Regions from separate parts of the Sus scrofa genome. Here region 2 is linked to region 1. Evidence: chromatin contacts called from public HiChIP or PLAC-seq data. All regions are on one chromosome and are shown on one strand. The core of a region is the stretch at or near the end of the contact, and the rest is flanking DNA. Distances in the headings are between cores, read along the strand shown. Region 1 holds the start of B4GALNT1 (beta-1,4 N-acetylgalactosaminyltransferase 1). Region 2 holds the start of OS9 (protein OS-9).

Region 1 (2,700 bases), core at 147-2,646:
CCCAGCCGCATCCTGGGTGGGCGGTAGGGTGGGAGGGTGATAATGGGGGGAAAGGGAAGGGGTGGGCTGGGACCCTCGGCTTCCGCGGTTTTGGAGGCACCCGCCGGCCCCCCGGGGCGCTCTCCACAGCTCGCGCGCCAGGATTTGCATAGCGAATCGGTACCCGCGTCCCCCTCCCCTCACTCCCCGGGCCTCGGGTCTCCCGGCCTCCTTTCTTCTCGCCCTCTCCCGCATCTCGCTTTCCTCTCACGCCTGAGGCCCGGCATCTTGAAGCCAGAGACCTTTGGATGTAGTGGTCTCGACGCGGAGGCTCATGAGTAGAAGAGCATCGCTTTATTAGAACAGCGGCTGTCCCCGAACCCGTCGCCTCCCCTGGCCCGCTCATCCCCCACCCCAACCCTTCAGTTCGAGCATCACCTGGCCCCGAGTGGGCTGCAGAGGGCAGCGCCATACCTTGCCTGTCATGAAAAATGCAGAATCACGCCCAAGCTATTAGGTGGCTCTGGCGGAGGTGACCCGGTGAATGGAATGGGGAAGCTGGGCGGGGGACAAGGTGGACCAGCGTGCGCGCCTCCTCCCGCCTCCAGCTCGGCCCCTCATCCCGCCCCGGCACTGACCTGTCTAACGCTCTAAGGCCGCCGCAAGATTTCGGTCCAGGCTGCTCCAGGCTCTCAGACCCCGCCTGGGCGTCCTCATGAGGCTGGAGGCGGCCTGATGGGGGAGTCGGGCGTGAGCCTGAGATTGAGGGGGATCCTCCTGCCTCCCGAGTGCGCCCGACCCCTCCCGCCTTCGGACTTTCCCGGCTTTGTAGACCGCGGCGCTGGGGTGGCTCTGGGCGTTTCCTGCGGGGGGTGGGGTCGGAGCCGAGAAACCGCTGTACCCCAGGCCCGGGAACAGAGCTTGGGCTCCTCGGCACCCTGTCCCACTTGCTGGGCCAGGAGGGCTCGGGCCGCCGCCCGGCTCTTCCGATCGCGGCGCCGCGCGGCTGGGCTCCCAGGCTGGTTGCGGCGGAGGATCCGGCTACGAGAGGAGAAGGCGAGCGCCGGGGCGCCTTCTGTTGGGCGCCGAGGACATTGCGGGGGCGCGAAGCCGGCGCGGCGCGGCGCGAAGATTCTTCTCTCCACGCCCTCCCACTCCCAGCTCTTCGCTTCCGAACCCTGGCACCTCATCCGTCTGCCCCAAATCCCAGTCACTCCCATTCCCTCTTCCTTCCGAGCCGCCCCCTCCTTGAGACTGTGACCAAGGACAAGAGATAAGGGCTTTGGGAAGAGGTGGGGCGGAGACGCCCTGTAACCCCATTTCAAGGAAGATTTGGGTAGTTAGAGAAGGAAGCCAGAGAAGACCTTGGAAAATAGACTCTGGCTAACAAAGACAGGTTCACAGCCTTCCTCCCATCCTCACCTCCCCCGGCCCTCCCTCACCGCCCCGCCCCCCCATTATCTAAAAACACTCAATGATCTAACAAACACTCAGTTCAAGGGCCTGCCTGCTTCTTCTGACTGCTCACTGTTGCCAGAGGAAGGAAATCCCAAGCAGTGGCTTGTAGTTGTAGTTTTGTGTGCAAGCTGCAGACCATAGACTCCCTTTCTTGCATCTGGATTCCTGATGCTGCCCTGAGTTCTGTGGTTCCATGGTTCTAATAAAAGATTTGTCACTGTTTAATAGAGAAAAAGATATAGGAAATGTACAACATAATGAAAATGTGGGGGCCGGGGGAGGGAAGGATGAATTATTGGATGAATTGTGTACAAAGAAGTGACAAATCAGCTGGGGGGAAAGTGGGATTCTCAGCCTCTTTACACCAAAATAAATTCCCAATTTATCAAATACTTTAGTTTTAAAAATGAAACCACAAAAAATAGTAAAATCGTGGAGTCTGCTTTTTATAATCTTGGAGTGGGGAAGAGATCTCTAAGCAAGATATAAAAGGAAGTATTAATATATTTGCCTGTAGGAGTTCCCATCGTGGCCCAGCAGAACCGAACCCAACTAGGAACCATGAAGTTGTGGGTTCTATCCTTGGCCTCACTCAGTGGATTAAGGATCTGGCTTTGGGATGAGCTGTGGTTGTAGGTCGAAGATGCTGCTCGGATCCTGCGTTGCTGTGGCTGTGGCATAGGCCTGCAGCTGTAGCTCCCATTGGACCCCTAGCCTGGAAATCTCTATATGCTGTGGGTGAGGCCCTAAAAAGCAAAAAATTAAAAAAAATTTGCCTGTATAAAAAACTTGGATGAAGGAATTTCTATAAGAAATTGAGAGAGAAGTGGCAAACTGAAAAAATATTTGCAATATGTACAACAGATGAAGATTGCTTTTCTTAAGAGCTCTAAAACATTTTGATAAACCACCCTGAAATGGACAAAAATCATGATTAGGCAGTTGACAGAAAAAGTGAAAATGGCTTTTGAATATATGAAAATGTACTTAACCTTATTCATAATAAATAAAATGCAAATTAGAATAACAGTGAAATGTTTTTTGATTACCAAATTAGTAAGGACCAAAGACTTTGCTATCCAACGGATTGGCCAAGTGTTTGGAGAAAGAGCCACTGTCATACATATGTTGTTGTGAGTGTAAATTGGTACAACTTAGAGCAATTGGCAATTGGCCAATCTAGTAACATTTAAAATGCTGATCTTTAAAAATTTTGGCCATTCCCTCTGCCCTTGGTTATTTTGGAGCATTTCTTTTTTTCCC
Region 2 (2,787 bases), core at 95-2,594, 61 kb after region 1:
CTTGCAGCAATGCCAGATCTTAATCCACTGAGCAAGGCCAGGAATTGAACCTGCATCCTCATGGATACTGTCGGATTCTTAACCCACTGCAGAGACAACACAGGTCCTTAACCCGCTTTGCCACAGAGGAAACTCCAGTCTGCTTATATTAGAGTGAGAACATTAAAAGGTTGATTGGAAAGATTGTGTGAGGGCTGGGGCCTGTAGGCTAAGGGCTTAATTGAAGGATTCCTTCATCTGTTTACAAGAACCTAGATGAGAGTATCTTTGGGATTTCTCTTTTGGGCTGGACAGATTCTCCATATAAGTTTTTCCAAAGTATAATCATGCTCTTGTTTATGTTTGTTTAGGAATTAATTTCTCAGGTTTGCTAAATCAGTTACCATTCCTTAATTTGCTTTCTAGCTTCTAAAATGTTGCTGCTGTTGTCTCCTTTCTCTTTGTTCCTACATGGCCTAGAGAATAATACATGCATTGCCACTGCTCCCCATCCCCAGCTCCAGCCCCCCGTTTTTAATTGGAAGCCCCATTATTTCTTTTTCTTTCTTCTTTTTCTCTTTTTGCTCTTTTAGAAGGCCGCACCCGCAGCATATGGAAGTCCCCAAGCTGGGGGTCGAATTGGAGCAGCAGCTGCCAACCTAGACACAGCCACAGCAACACAGGACCCAGTCGCGCCTGCGACCTATACCACAGTTCACTGCAACGGTGAATCCTTAGGCCATTTGGCGAGGCCAGGGATCAAACCGCACCCTCATGAATACTAGTCTGACTCCTAACCCTCTAAGCCACAATGGGAACCCCCTTCCCATTATTTTTTAGGATAATTTTATTAGAGGACAACTGCAGGATTGTGGAGAAAGGCTTTGAAACAAATTACTAGATTGCCCTAAAGTCGTATGTATATGTGAAAAGAGTAATCTATTATGTAATAATTGTTTTGCAACAGGTATTAGTAGCTTTCAGGAGTATTGAGTTGCACGCACCCATATGCCTCTTTTCTCCAGGCGGCGGCCCTACACACAACACAGCAAATGACTTAAAAAGTCGAGATGTACTAAACAACTAGTCGGAGATAAAAACCTGCTTAACCTGGCCCAGCGCATAGACCACGCCTTTCTGGAGCGGAGAGGGTGGGAGGGGGTCCGATCTCGTTGGTGATTGGCTGGCCTCTCTGGCCAATCACGCGCAGCGAATGATTTCGCTAATCGTCGTGATCCACCTCCTAGTGGGCTTTGGAGCTACTTTGTCAAATGGGAATAGGGCACATGAGAAGGACAGAAAATTTAGCCAATGAAACCTTGGGGCGTTAATGGGCGGGGTGAGGCCGCTGCCAGGTTTGGGGCGGAAGGAGTTGTTCTGGATTAGAAGGGGAACGAAAGATGGCGGCGGAGACGCTGCTGTCCAGTCTGTTGGGGCTACTGCTTCTGGGGCTCCTGTTACCCGCAAATCTGACCGGCGGTGTCGGGAGCCTGAACCTGGAAGAGCTGAGTGAGATGCGTTATGGGATCGAAATACTGCCGTTGCCTGTCATGGGAGGGCAGGTGAGGAGGCGTAAAAGGGGAGAGGGTCCGGAGCAGAAGGGGAAGGGGGAGATGGTAGAGGAAGAAGGGCAGATGTGTAGTCTCTGGCGGGAGAATCGGTAAGAGTAAGAAGGGGATTTATGAGAACTCCTGAGGTTCGCAGACTGAGACCCATTCCCTTGGGGCCAGGGACTGGGAGGGGTGGGGCTTCCCGCTGTCAGCTTTAAGTCCCAGTTCCTGATCGAAACACTCAGACTCCTCCCCCGTGGAGAAGTGGGAGTGCCCTCTCCCCTCACCCGCTAAACACAGCTGCAGGACTTGTGGCCCATTCTGTCTTGACTGGGCTCTTCCCCAGGATATGAAGAGGGATCTCGTTGTTCTTCCTGATCCCAGGTTCTCTTTCCCTCCCCGCCCCCCCGACCCTTACCTCTTTCCCAGAACCAAGCTTCGGACGTGGTGATTGTCTCCTCTAAGTACAAGCAGCGCTATGAATGTCGCCTTCCAGCTGGAGCTATTCACTTCCAGCGTGAAAGGGAGGAGGAGGCACCTGCTTATCAAGGGCCTGGGATCCCTGAGTTGTTGAGCCCAATGAAAGATGCTCCCTGCCTGCTGAAGGTGAAGGGGACTGGGATGGAGGGAATGAGGGCTTAGGAATTATCTATTTGGGAACCCGTGTGCCTGTGAATGAGGAGTGATCCAGAGGATATGTAAGAGTTAAGAAGGCCATTGAAGGAGTAGGCATATTGTACAGACAGGAAAGAAGCAAAGACTCCTGTGACCACTGATGACACTTTGCTGAATATAGAAGGAGGATTAGATAGACGATCTCAGAAGAAGAGTTAAGCCAACGTGGTATAGGCTGGCAGCTGCAGCTCCAATTGGACCCCTAGCCTGGGAACTTCCATATGCTGTAGGTGCGGCCCTGGGTGGGGAGGGGGGGAATTTAGCCAAGATTGAGGTGCTTAAAGAGGGTCAGTATAGGGCAAGAGGGGCACTTCCCAGACAAGCCTTCCTTGTAAAGTCAACCCTCCTCTTTCACTCTCTGTCCAGTATCCTATTTTATTTTCATCTTGGCACTTTTCATCATCTGAAATCATCTTATTACCTGAATCATCAGTTTATTTATTTTTGGTCTGAGTCCTAGCACTAGAATGTAAGTCTGTGAGGGCAGAAAATTTATATTGTGCACAGCTGTATCCCCAGTGGCTAAAACAGTACAAGGAAGTTCGATTTATTTTGTAATAGCCTATGTTTCCTTGGTCTGAGT

What was found. HiChIP or PLAC-seq counts read pairs in DNA pulled down with a chosen protein or histone mark.
Region 2: an H3K27ac HiChIP or PLAC-seq map of alveolar macrophages shows a contact between it and region 1. The contact joins the promoter of OS9 here to the promoter of B4GALNT1 in region 1. A contact is called at or near these places in 1 of 5 promoter capture datasets (liver), 16 of 47 Hi-C or Micro-C datasets (alveolar macrophages, blood, brain and 7 more) and 1 of 2 datasets of contacts at active chromatin or transcription factors (alveolar macrophages).

The regions. Positions count from the first base shown.
Region 1 is chr5:22,895,990-22,898,689 of Sscrofa11.1, forward strand. B4GALNT1 (beta-1,4 N-acetylgalactosaminyltransferase 1) reads right to left here and starts at 1,397. Exons shown (of 12, transcript XM_021091871.1): 1 at 881-1,397; 2 at 618-711; 3 at 1-12. The coding sequence starts at 1,199.
Region 2 is chr5:22,956,559-22,959,345 of Sscrofa11.1, forward strand. It overlaps OS9 (protein OS-9), which reads left to right and starts at 1,345. Exons shown (of 16, transcript XM_021091889.1): 1 at 1,345-1,541; 2 at 1,959-2,135. The coding sequence starts at 1,380.